Linked DNA regions of Arachis hypogaea: region 1 is linked to region 2. A link is a contact called in public Hi-C data. All regions are on one chromosome and are shown on one strand. The core of a region is the stretch at or near the end of the contact, and the rest is flanking DNA. Distances in the headings are between cores, read along the strand shown. Region 1 holds the start of LOC112710900 (pentatricopeptide repeat-containing protein At1g10270). Region 2 holds the start of LOC112709121.

What was found. Hi-C and Micro-C count contacts between places; a contact is called where the count stands out from the background.
Region 1: a Hi-C map of leaf shows a contact between it and region 2, with 3 times the contacts expected there. The contact joins the promoter of LOC112710900 here to the promoter of LOC112709121 in region 2. A contact is called at or near these places in 2 of 8 Hi-C or Micro-C datasets (both in leaf).

The regions. Positions count from the first base shown.
Region 1 is chr9:41,498,210-41,505,245 of arahy.Tifrunner.gnm2.J5K5, reverse strand. LOC112710900 (pentatricopeptide repeat-containing protein At1g10270) reads left to right here and starts at 3,303. Exons shown (of 1, transcript XM_025763356.3): 1 at 3,303-6,030. The coding sequence starts at 3,672. The coding sequence ends at 5,705. It overlaps LOC112710899 (serine/threonine-protein kinase EDR1), which reads right to left. Exons shown (of 13, transcript XR_011865685.1): 13 at 6,987-7,036.
Region 2 is chr9:41,133,302-41,140,367 of arahy.Tifrunner.gnm2.J5K5, reverse strand. It overlaps LOC112709121, which reads right to left and starts at 1,441. Exons shown (of 2, transcript XM_025761017.1): 1 at 1,397-1,441; 2 at 173-1,309. The coding sequence starts at 1,441. The coding sequence ends at 173.

The DNA of each region.
Region 1 (7,036 bases), core at 2,054-4,553, 360 kb before region 2:
ACCATATTTTTCATACAGATGCATTATATCGACAGATATAAATGGCTTGCAGTGCTTGAAGGCTTCCACAAAGGTAGGGAAGGCCAGAAAACCATGTCAAACAAACTGCATTCATGCACCAGGAGGTGACCATCATAGTATGGAACAACATTGATATCACATACTGTTTTGGGACAACAACTCTGTAGTGCCTATAGTAACATCGGCACCTTGTTGTATGACTCCTCCTAATCACCGTATATCTGAGCAATTGCCTTCTGTTTTGCCATCCACACCTTCCTGTACGAGGGTTTGAAGTGATAGCTCTGTCTAACTGCACCCTGTAGGGTGGCTATCTTCACAGAAGGGTTAGATTGTATCAACAGGAGAATGACACAGCAGATGAGAGTACTGTCCAACTGTCGGTGGTCTTGAGACATCGTGGGAGCTAGACACGTGTGTGTGCCTCCCACACTACGCACCTCCCTAAAGAAATAAAACTAGATTGTTTAACATGTACATCTACCATAAAAGTAACGGCTAAGAATATAGATGCTATCTACACTTACCAATATCCGAGATTCTGTTGGAGAGTGACACGGAGACTCCAAGACAGCCTGCTTCGTATTGTCGGCAACGCACATGGTACTTTAATCGATCAGACTCCAATACTCGGTACTCTGCATTTCGATGGATGCTGTAATTCTTCACTCCCTGCAGTACTGCATCTCTGCTTTTGAATCTGTGGCCCACCATGAACTCCATACCCTTATCTAACTTGTAATCGTCTTCACCCGTGTTGGAAAATAGATTTTTCTCTTGCATCACATCCATGTCCAACGTATGATAATGACTTGGCATTGACGACAACATCGGAATTGGCTGCGGGGCCGGCAAAGATACCGGCGTGATGGCTCCACCGGAGTCTCGGGCACAAGCTCCTCGTCATCATCATCTTGTGACGAACCGCTGTCGTTGCTATCCACAACATAATCCTCATCAAATTCCTCACCGTCAACGTTCATGTCATCCAACGGACTAGAAACATGGATGGGCAGTGGTGCGAGAGGCGGATCATCCTGCACAAAGTTCGACTGCCCAGATCCAGCACCACCAACATCACCAACCTCTGCAAAGAGCTCCATCACTTGTTTGGCTATGACTCTACCATGGATGTCAAACATCAGCTGCACATGCTCGTCGCCATACAGCCAAAATAGACGAAATTAAAAAATTCCATTTTCTATCGGTGCTAGCAGCCTATACTCTACTCGTCCGACCTCTTTCCTCCCAGTATCAGCGACATTCCTCAATATCAGAGTCTTCAGCTCCGACAATGACGCAACTCGCTGGCTACGCAAAAACATGGGATTCTCACACTCAAACACGACCTCATTATCACCATTCCTCATAAGACAATTGAGATACACATATACAACCAAATATCCACTACTACTAGACATTATGACTAATTTGGGAAAGAATAAGGTTTAGGAGAAATAGTGAACTTGTTGTGAAGAATACAATGGATTGCACGTCCTTTTATAACTGCTGAAAATTTGTCCTAACATATTTCGTTTACAATGTAAACGAATTTATTTTACACGTATTTTTTTACACTATAAACGAAATATACATGTCTTGTTATATCAACCATATTTTGTTTACAGTGTAAACGAAATATGAGATGTGACGCAATTTGGTAAAAATGCTAGAAATTGTTTATATCGGTAAATAATAGAATTATTTAATTTATATAAAAAATCCAAAATAAAAAGAGTGATTTTGGTGTGTACTTGTAATAATTGCATTTTATATAAGTGTTGTCTTTGGTGGCTTCATTAATTTGATGACTATGGTGGCTAAGGTCTAGCAACCAATCCAAACTTGACATGTGGAATGTTTAAAAGAATTTGACTAGATGTAATGATCATAAATGCACTAATGAAGCAAGGTAAAAAATTTGAATCAATAAACAACTACTAATTAACATTTTGAAGAGTTTAGTAATTCATTATGAAATTTCAAAAACCAAAAATACAAAAATTGGATAAAATCAAAAAATTAAGAAATCCTCGATCCCAACAGTAGAGGGTGTAGTTCCATGAAGCCTGGAAGAACTAGGACTCCGTCTGTAATTAGTGAGTAAAAATTGGAAGGTACTCGTCGCTCGTCTGCATTTTTTGGCGGCCAGTTGTTCTCTGAGTTCGCAGGAGTAGTAGGGGAGGTCCTCGTCGGCGTTAAAGGTGAGAGGAAGAACTGATTTCTCCATGGCCATTGAAGGTGAGAGGGACAGGTGGAGTCTCCGTTGGCGTTGAAGGTGAGAGGTACAGCCGAGGTTCTCGTCGGCTGTAAAAGGGTGTGATCCTGAAAAGGGCATCGGAGATCTTCTCAGTGTTAAAGGTGTACGAAGTCAACAACAACCCATCCATCGTTATTAACTGTCTTCAACCACACACAGAGACGAATTCAAGGGGGGCAAATAGTGGACTTAGCTCCCTCAACAAATTTTAAAAATTCATATACTATTATAATAAATGTATTGTATAGAGTAAAATTTAATAATGTAGTAATAGTAAAAAGAGTTACTATTCTTTATGTATTAGAATTTAACTTTCTTTATATATATATATATATATATATATATATATATATATATATATATATATATTTATATTATTTGTATTTTTTATTTAATTTAGAGTTTTTGTTTTACATTTCTTTTCTTAAGATTAATTTGAACATTTATAATAATATTATTTTTTTCTAATTTTATTTAGTTGTTCTTTTTTATTATTTTTTAATTAATTTTTACCCTATTATTATATAAAAATACTTTAATATATTTTAAATTCATATAACAAAATTATTAATGCAATTAACTTATATTATTTTATATCATATTTTTTAATGGTGTAAAATATAAAAATATAACTTACTGTCACATAAATATTTAATAAAATAAATTAATTAACAAAATATTTAAAAATAGATAATTTCATATTTTATTAGATGTATAACTCTAAAAAATTATGAAAAAATTATAAAAATTAAAATAATTTTTTTATTTGACAAGTATTTATTAATTTTTTTAATTAAAAAACTAATTATAATTATATCTATTATTAAATATATAACATTATATTTAATTATACAAAATTTTAATTTTCAATTCCTCCACTTTTAAATTTCTGCGCCCCTCATCATATACAAAGCCACTTTCTTCTTTTCATCGAAAATTATCAATTCATTATTCATCCCATCAATTTTCAGACCAGGTCATACCTATTAGTACTAAACATATATCAATCCACACATAAACAATGGAGTATTGCATTTTCTTTAACATTAAGAGATCACTCTATTTACAATGTTATATACTTAATAACAAAAAAAAAATATTATCATATTTAGTATCTAAACAATAAGTTAATAAAGACAAGATAGAGCACGTTTGTCATTTTTTTATTGAAGGTACATTTTATAGTCACGGCTAATCACCATAGTCATAGTCATAGCCACGAGAAACTTAGCTTTTATATATTATCTCGTACAAAATAGTGAAAATACAGTACATACACCAGTTTACTGCGCAGTCTGAAAGGCGAAAGCAAGTTATCAGGGTTTAAGGGTTTGGTGTAGAGGGAGGGCTTGGTTCTCTCTCACCTATTCGTGACACCAACAACGAAACGATGCCGCTTTACCGACTCCTCCTCCGCTCCCTCCGCCGTTTATCGACGCTCCAAGATGTTGCCGTTTGTGATTCTCGCCCTTTCCCTTTCACTGCACAGAGTCGTTCATTCGCGTTCTCCTCCGCCGAAGAAGCAGCCGCAGAGCGCCGCCGCCGCAAGCGCCGCCTTCGCATCGAGCCTCCCCTGAATGCGATTCGTCCTCCTCCTCATCAATCCACCGCCTCCCGTGACCCCAACGCTCCACGCCTCCCGGATTCCACCTCCGCCCTCGTCGGTCCCCGCCTTAGCCTCCACAACCGCGTCCAGTCTCTAATCCGCGCCAGCGACCTCGACGCCGCCTCCGCCGTGGCCCGCCACTCTGTGTTCTCCGTCACCCGCCCCACCGTCTTCACCTGCAACGCCATCATCGCCGCCATGTACCGCGCCAAGAGGTACCAAGAGGCCATCGCTCTCTTTCACTTTTTCTTCAACCAGTCAAATATTGTTCCCAATATCGTTTCCTATAATAACCTAATCAACACCCACTGTGATGAGGGGAACGTTGACGTGGCGATCCAAATCTATCGCCATGTCATTGCCAATGCCCCTTTCAGCCCTTCCCCTGTGTCCTATCGCCATCTCACTAAGGGTCTCATCGACGCCGGCCGCATTGGCGAGGCCGTCGATCTCTTGCGTGAGATGCTGACTAAAGGCCACGGTGCCGACTCTCTGGTGTACAATAATCTGATTTCTGGTTTCCTTAACTTGGGGAATCTTGACAAGGCCAATGAACTATTTGATGAGTTGAAAGAGAGGTGTTTGGTGTATGATGGGGTTGTCAACGCTACTTACATGGAGTGGTACTTCAAGCAGGGTAGAGATAAGGAGGCGATGGAGTCTTACAAATCCTTATTGGATCGCGAGTTTAGAATGACGCCCGCTACTTGCAATGTCTTGTTGGAGGTCTTGTTCAAGTATGGCAAGAGCACGGAGGCGTGGGCTTTGTTTCGTCAGATGTTGGATAATCATACTCCTCCGAATTTTCAAGCTGTGAACTCGGATACCTTCAATATAATGGTCAACGAGTGTTTTAAGCTGGGGAAGTTTGCAGAAGCACTTGCCACTTTTAAGAAGGTTGGGACCAGGGCAAATTCGAAGCCTTTTGCTATGGACGTTGCAGGATACAATAATATTATTGCTAGGTTTTGTGAGAATGGAATGCTGTCTGAAGCGGAAACACTATTTGAAGAGCTGTGCTCGAAATCTTTGAGCCCTGATGTGCCAACTCATAGGACTTTGATTGAGGCATACTTGAAGATGGAGAGGATTGATGACGCTTTGAGGGTGTTCCATAGAATGGTGGATGCCGGTCTAAGGGTGGTTGCAAGCTTTGGTAATAGGGTGTTTGATGAATTGATTAAGAATGGGAAAGCTATTGACTGTGCTCAAATTTTGAGTAAGATGGGAGAAAAAGATCCCAAACCTGATCCTACTTGCTATGAGGTTGTGATCAAGGGTCTATGCAATAACGGTTTGCTGGATAAAAGCGAAGAGTTGCTTAATGAGGTTATAAGGTATGGCATTGGCCTTACTTCTCCCTTGCAGACATATTTGATGGAGACTTTCCAGAAGGCTGGGAGGGAGGACGAGATTCCGAGACTGCTAAACATGAACAGATTTGGATACCGTCCACCAACACCACCACCAAGATCCCCGCCTCAAATGGCAGGAGGGCATAGTCCGCCTTCTGGCCCTCCACCACGAATAGCAGGACATCAACCTTATGGAACACCATACGGACATCGGCAAATGGCGGGGCATTATCCACCTTCTTCAGGAGGACAATATCAGCCTCTGTCAGGGTCAGGAGCAACTCCTCAGATTTCCAGATCCACTCCTCCATCATATGGAGCTGCAAATCAAATGTCGCCCCATTACTATACAGCCCCTGGACCATATTTGCAGACAACTGAACCTCATCATCCATCATCAGGAGCCCCTTCTCACATTGAGTCACATCAACATCAACAGCAAGTAGAAGTCATGAACAAGTAGCTGCTTGATTTTTGGAGCTAAAGTAAATTCTTAGTGATTCTGGTTCTCTTTTGAATTGAAAGAAGAGGTGATTTATCATTACGGTATCTTTTTGTGTCTACTGATGCTGAGTTATGGTCTTCAGAATTACTAGGCATTTGTGAGTTTATAGATGATGATACAAGGATCTATTTTGATATATTAGTCCATGATAATTCATGAGATATGGGCATGTTTTAATTTATTCTTGTAGCTCAACCTTTAATTTAATGTCTGGATAGATTTATATGTTGTATTGATGTTATATTTTTGCTGAAATGATCTAAGATATTACCTTGAGAGCCTATATTTATATGATGCACTGGATATTACTTATAATGTTTATGACACCAATCCAGTCAGATTATGTAGGGTCAAATGTCTAACTTGAAGTAATAAAGTAAGGAATTTTCACTTGACAAACACTACTTGTTAAAGTATAGTAACAGTGGGAGTGGCGGTAAACATTTTTTGAATGGCTATATAGTTTATTTTGTACCATATTAATCTAATTTTTCAGGTTTCGAAATGTCTTATACAATTATATTAGAATAGGAGAAAATATACTACTAAAAATTTAGTTAGGCTTCAGACAGTATGATCCTAGGAGGAAAAAAGTAAGGAAATAAATTGGCACTTATAATTAGGGATGGATATTTTCTAATGACACCTTTTTCTCATTAAATTCATGCAGACATATAATGCCATAAATTATATGTGAAGTAGCATTAAAAATGAGAATAATATAACAAGATTCCTTGAGTAATTAACTTATTCGTTTGTTTGAATTTTGCCTTGTACATGTTATATGTAATAATCTATTGGCTAACAACAAATTCTTAAATAGAATTTAGATACACAACAGATTAATCATTGATTTGTCAGGTTAAAAAATACTATGAACAACTTAAAAAATGAGAATAATATTTGGGACAACTTATTTCATTATTAGAATCATGGCAATTCTAATAGTTATAGCAGTTAGATTTTATTATAAATTCTCTATTATCTAGACATGATTAAGAGTAAGTTTTGGATTGACTTTTAAAAGAAAATACTTATTTTTCATCTTTTCAAAATAGATTTTTTTTTAAAATATTCATCGTGAAAAGACTATAAGTGGTTAAAATTCTTCACGCTCGCACAACCCCAACATTGCCTTTGTATATACGTAGTTTTAAGTGTCTAACCAGACTATAAACGGCGGAGAAAAAAAAAAAAAAGGAAGAGCGTGATGAAGATTTAATCTTTAGACATGACAACTTTGGAGATGAGGTACAGCAATTTACATATACTACCGAGTTTTGGTTCCT
Region 2 (7,066 bases), core at 192-2,691:
CCCCCAGTTGAAGAGTGATGACCACGGGATCGTGTAAGTTTTGTATGCTCAAATCGAAGTCAGCGTGTGTAAAAGTTACTTGTGGTGGAGGATTTGTCGTTTTAGCTTCTTGTTGTGGCCCATTCACCGAGCATATTGCTCGGAATGATCTTTTTCTAGCCGAATTTGAGGATCATCCACTTGCGTATCCTCCTGAAATACGATTAATTATACCTCGAGGTTTCTCGTATTGGCTTGAAGGTGCCTTTTCTTTTCCTCGGTTTTGTTGTTCGGACGAATCGTTGGTTGTTGAAGGTATGATGCGCTTTTGCATGTGACCCCCAATGTATTTGTCAAGGTGTCCTTGTCTAGCTAGGCGTTCCAGAAGGTCCTTGGCCACCATACAGTCGTCAGTGTTGTGGCCGTGTTTCTGGTGGAAAGCACAATATTTAGACTTGTCCACGTTCTTTGTATCTTGATAGGTACCGGCCTTTCTTGATGGCTTGATGAGCTTTGAATTTAAGATATCTCTAATTATGTCCTCTCGCTTAGTATTGAACTGCGTATAGGAATCAAATTGAGGGGTTAGTTTAAAATTTTTCTTTGTGCTTAGGGCCTTATCTTCATCTCGGTAGTTTGTCTTCTCAGATTTTCGAGTTTGTCTGAGTTCTTCGATATCAATTTGGCCTTTTGCTTTCTCGCAAAACTCTGAAAGGGTCCTCGGCTTGGCTACTGCGATGGTCTCCTGGAATTTTCCAGGGCGAAGTCCGCTTTTAATTGCGTGTAGGTGAACCTCGGGGTGGAGGTCAGGTATACTGATGGCAACTTTGGTGGAGCGGGTCATATAGTCCTTCAAGCTTTCGTTTGGTCCCTGTTTGATCGTATTCAGATAATCGGAGTCGTGCAGGTAAATCGCGCATCCAGCAAAGTGTTCTTCAAATAGCTTCTCCAGCTGCTGAAATCGCGAAATAGAACCTGCAGGCAAAGCACACAACCAATCAAGTGCAGGACCGTCTAAGTAATTTGGAAAATAACGGAATAAAACAGTATCTGATGCACCGTTGACGATCATTATTGATCGGAACTTTTTGAGAAATTTCTTCGGGTCTCCGAGCCCATCATAAGGTGTGAGGGTTAGTGGCAGGGTGAATCTCTTCGGCAATTCGAAGTTCATCACTTCTTCTGTGAAGGGTCCTACAAGTTCGTCGGACTCTTCCTTTTCATCTTCAGGTTGAACCTCCTTGGTTCGGATAGTCTCCGAGACATGAGAGGGTTGGGAATGGTGCTCATTATCTTCTGGTTGCTGGTGATGAGTGTCGTTATGTTCTATCTAAGCATGGTTCAGTTCAGCGATTTGAGCAGCCATTATTTAGTTTTCGTCGGCCATTCGTTGATTAGCTTGTTGTAGCTCAGCCACCATCCGCATAAGTTCGGATAGTGAAGGAGGTGGTACGTCAGCCATGGGTGTAAGAGAAGGTAATGGGACCAAAAGAAAGAATCGATTTCCTCGGCCCCACGGTGGGCGCCAATTGATCTTGCCTGCGAAATAGATTGGCTTCAACTATCTGGTGTTAGCCAAGCTATATCCTCGGAGGCTGAACGTCCAACTCTTGAATCCGAGTTTTTTCCTTGTGTTGTGGTGTGAGAGCACGAGCAATGAAGAGGAGGAGGAGTGTACCTACAAAGGCACTCTAAAGCTTAAGTCAGTATATTGTCTTATTCGAACTTACTCGAGAGATACTTTACCTTGGTTTTCTTCGTCCGTTGCATCTTTGGTCGTAACGTCGGTTTTGGAACGGTCAATAATGCCATTGATTACTAAGCCGTTTATACGTCGATTATGATAAAATGTTGATGTTATCGAGCTGTGGCTCATAAAATCCGAATTGTAACGGGTGATAATGAGTTATAACTCATACTGATAACGGTTATGAGGCCGAGTTATAACTCGTATTAATGACGACCATATCAATTACATATATTACTAAATGATTTAGCCTAAATATAAAACTAACCCAACAACAAAATTATTTAATTTTCCTAACCATATTTCTAAATATATTAAAAAAATTAAAGTACATTTTCAACTAATCACATACATTTTTTTATTATATCTAATTAGATATAATGCAATATAACAGACAATAGTTACATTACTGAATGCAATAACATTTTACTATAATATTCCTATACTTTAACTTATACGACTATACAACTAAATTATTTCTTAACAATAATATAACAAATAATAGTCTATAAACTACGCTAACAAACATCTAACCAAAATAATATTAAAAAGAATAATTTACATATTTAAGATTATGTAAATATTCAATAATATATTTTTTGAATTTAGTAAGATTATGGACTACCATTTTTTTTGTCGTTAGTTTTGTGCATTTTTCTTTTTCGTTCACTGTTTTTTGATAAGAAAATTTACTCATGAAATGTATAACACGACTCGTACTTTATGTGAAGTTGGAAACAGAGTGCGTGACACGTGTATTAATGTATTAAATTCATATGTTAAGTGTGACCTTTGATTTATTCGAAATAGTAAATATATAATTTTAAATTTGCCATTAATTTTGGAGAAAAAACATAAATATACATAGTGTGTTGGGTAATTTTTAAATGCTCATTTTGTGTTGGGTAAATTTTTAAATGCTCATTTTGTTTAAAATGGACCGCCAATTGAGCCTTTGGTTCTTGCAAGAATTTTTGTTTTTCTTCAAAAGTTAAATGTTAAAAAAGTTATTTGTTCGTGAGCAATGTTGGATTTGCACAAAAAAAATTATACACAAATTTTAAGGTGATTTTCTAAAAAGTTAATATTGTATATAATTTTTTAAATATAATTTAATATTATTAAAAAACAGTAGACAAATAAATGCATTACTGTTTAAAATTAACCAAAATAAACATAACTAAAATTAAATAATTTTTAAAAGTTATAAACGATTTTTCTTTTTCATAACATACAGAAATCTTTTTATTAAATATTAAAATATAAAAAAGTACATAGAATATATAATTACTAACATTTTTATTTTGTAATTATATTACGTGAATATAAGTATTTTAAAATTACATCGATTTTATCCTGACATTATAGATTATGGCACAAAAAATATATAGAATCAAACTACTTTACAAAAAGATTATAAAGGACAAAAGTCACCATTGACTAAAAAAATCAGGGTCTTCATATATAAAAAATTAAATAATAAAATTTTTAGTTATTATTTTCATGTGAAAGAGTTTAATTTATTACTAATAATTAATTTTAATATTCATTTTGTAAAATTTGAAACGATTTAACTTGTATACTTTTGATTAGGTGTTAATTCTATTTCACAAATAGAAATAATTAATTTTTATGCTTGCTATTTAAAAATAATATTTTTTCTCTCTATGTATATAAAAATATAATTAGATATTAGTATAAAAAATTATATTGATAGTTATAAAATTAACTCAAATTTTTTTTAAACAATTAGATCTTGATTTTAACTTTTAATCATAATATTAGTATTCTCTCCAAATTATATTTAATAAATATTTGAAATAAAGAAAAAGAAAATATATATTAAAAAGATAAGCAGCAAAAATTTAAAACTAAACAAAAAGACTAAAAAAATATGTATATAATAATAATTATAATTTTATTTGAATTATATTCTTTTGTTAATTTTATTTTTTGTTAAACAAAAAGATAGAAAAAATAGAGAATGAAAGAAAAGAGAGAGAAAGATAAAGATGAAGACTGAGAGAGAGAAACTGCTAATTTTAAAAGAAAAAATTTTATTTTAATTATAATGAAAAATATCGGATGACATGTTTTGATTTCTCAAATTACTAATATAAAATATAAATTATAAATTATATATAGAGTAGAAAGAGTAGGGAAAAATAGAAAAAGAGAAAAAGAGAAAAAGATAGATAAAAGAATTTAGGAAGTGAATTTATTAATTTTGGAGAAAAATATTTCTTTTCAATTTTAACAAGAGAATGTCACGTGACACATTTGGTTATTAAATTAGATAATAAATTATATATAGAGTGAGAAGGGTGGAGAGAAATAGAAAAAATGGAGAGAGGTAGATGACAGAATTTAGGAAAGAAATTTATTATGTTTGAAGGAGAAGATTTAATTTCGATTGTAATGAAAAAATGACATGTGACACATTTTGGTTGTAAAATTAGTACTTTAATTTTAAAGAAAAAAATTTTATTTTAATTGCAATAAAAAAGTGATATGTGACACATTTTAGTTGTAAAATTAGTAAGAAGGAGAATAAAATTCTTTAATTTAAAAAAATTAATTTTAATTATAATAAAAAATAATATGTGACATATTTTAATTATAAAATTAGTAATATATAATACATACGACTAATATTAATTTAAAAAATACTAATATTATTGTAGACAATTGACAAGTCAATTAATTTCTTATGTTACACATGCGGTCTAAAATGCATTAGCGAAGTCAAGGGCATGTTAATTATTATAGGAATTGTAACTAGTAATTGTCCACTTCTTTGAATAGTTTTTAGAAAGATTATATTAACTAACATTTATCATATGTTAAATTTAATTTAAAAATATTTATATTTATGTAAGAAAATATTTTTATTGAAAATGTGAAACTTATATTTTAATTTAAAAATTACCTAAAAATTAATAAATATTATTGAAAAATAAAGTAGTTTAAAATTTTAAAATATATAATTATATTTTTTAAAATTTAGATATTAATTAAGTGTTTAATTAGAAAAATATTTTTTAGCTAATATCATCTAAGTTTTAAAGTTAACTTTTGTTTTAAATCATAAATAATTATAAAAATTAATAGATATGGACTTTTTATTGGGCCGGCCTGTATGAATGAGGGCACCAATTCATGATAAATAATTAAAAATATAAAAAACCTATTTTTGTAATAAATACAATGCATATAGTCACTTTTGAAATAAATTTTACCAACCGAGGTGACACTGAAAAGTAAAAGAAATCCTTAAAATCGTTTTCTTTTGCATCTGAGTGCTAGAGGTACCTGAAAAGCCTCTTTTAAATTGACGCTGACTAAAATTTCCCGTCAAAATGGAGATTAAAACCATTGTATATTCAATGAGAAAAAGAGAGATGGTGAATTTAAACATGCGCCCAAATGAGGCGTGTAGTACCCCTCGTACTTTATGTGATGTTGGCAAGTAGAGTACGTGACACATGTATCAATATGTGAGATTCACGTGTTAAGTGTGACTTTTAATCTGTTCGAACTAATAAATATGTAATTTTAAATTTGTCACTGATTTGAGGAAACAAACATGAATATGCAAGGTGTGTTGGATAAATTTTCAAATGTTTGTTTCGTTTTAAATGGGCCATCAATCAGGCCTTTGGCATTGTTCTTGCAAGAATTTTGTTTTTTTTTTCAAAAGTTGAATGCTAAAAAAATTTTTTGTTCCTCAACAATGTTGGATTTAAACAAAAAAACTATACAAAAATTTTAAGATGATTTTTTAAAAAGTTGATATTATATATGATTTTTTAAATGTAATTTAATATTATTAACCAAAATAACCAAAATAAATATAATTAAAATTAAATAATTTTTAAAAGTCATACACGATTTTTTTTCATAACAGGAATCTTTTTATTAAATATTAAACTATAAAAAAGGTATATAAAATATATAATAACTAGTATTTTTATCTGTAATTTTATTACGGGAATATAAATATTTAAAAATTACGTCGATTTTATTTTGACATTATAAATTATGACACAAAAGATTTATAGAATCAAATTATTTTTACAAAAAAACGTAGAGGACAAATGTCCCTATCGACTAAGAAGACTAGGATCTCTGTAGATGAAAAAATTAAGTAATAAGATTTTTAGTTATTATTTTTATGTAAAGAGTTTAATTTATTACTAATAATTATGATTAAAAGTTAAAATCAAGATTCAATTGTTTAAAAAAATTGATTTTAAGTATAAATATTAATATATTTTTTTATACTAATATCTAATTATATTTTTATATACATAGAGAGAAAACATATTATTTTTAAATAGCAAGCATAAAAATTAATTATTTCTATTTGTGAAATAGACTTAACACCTAATTAAAAGTATACAAGTTAAATTATTTCAAATTTTAGATAACGAATATTAAAATTAATAATATTAGTATTCTCTCCATATTATATTTAATAAATATTTGAAAGAAGAAAAATAAAAATATAGATTAAAAAATAAGTAGTAAAAATTTAAAACTAAATAAAAAAAACAAAAAAATATGTATATAATAATAATAATAATAATAATATTTTTTATTTAAATTATATTATTTTGTTAATTTTATTTTTTGTATTAAAAAAGATAAAAAATAGACAATGAAAGAAAACAAAAAAAAAGATAAAGATAAAGACCGAGAGAGAGAGAGTTTGTTAATTTTATATTAGCTAATATTTATGATATATGTTAAATTTAATTTAAAATATTTATATTTATGTAAAAAAATTATAAAATAATGTATTGCAAATGTGAAACTTACGTTTTAATTTAAAAAATTATGTGAAACAATATTGATAAATATTAGTGAAAAACAAAATAGTTTAAAATTTTAAGATATAAAATTATATTTTTTTTTGAAAGTTAGATATTAATTAAGAGTTTAATTAAAAACCTATTTTTAGCTAATATTAGCTAATTTTTAAAGTTATCTTTTGTTCTAAATCATAATAATTAGAAAAATTAATAGACTTGAACTTTTCACTGGCCGGCCTATATGAATGAGGACAGTAATCCATGATAAACAATTAGAAATTTAAAAAAATTGTTTTTGCAATAAATACAAAGCATGTAGTCACTTTTGAAATAAATCTTACCAACCGAGGTGATATCGAAAAGCAAAAGAAACCCTTAAAACCGTTTCTTTTTACATCAGAATGCCATATGCGTCTGGAAAGTGTAAAACCTGAGAAATTAGTAAATAATTAGTCAATAAATTATTTATTAATCAAGATAATTAGAAATGTGATTTTTATGGTTTAATATGATAGAAAAAAATTAA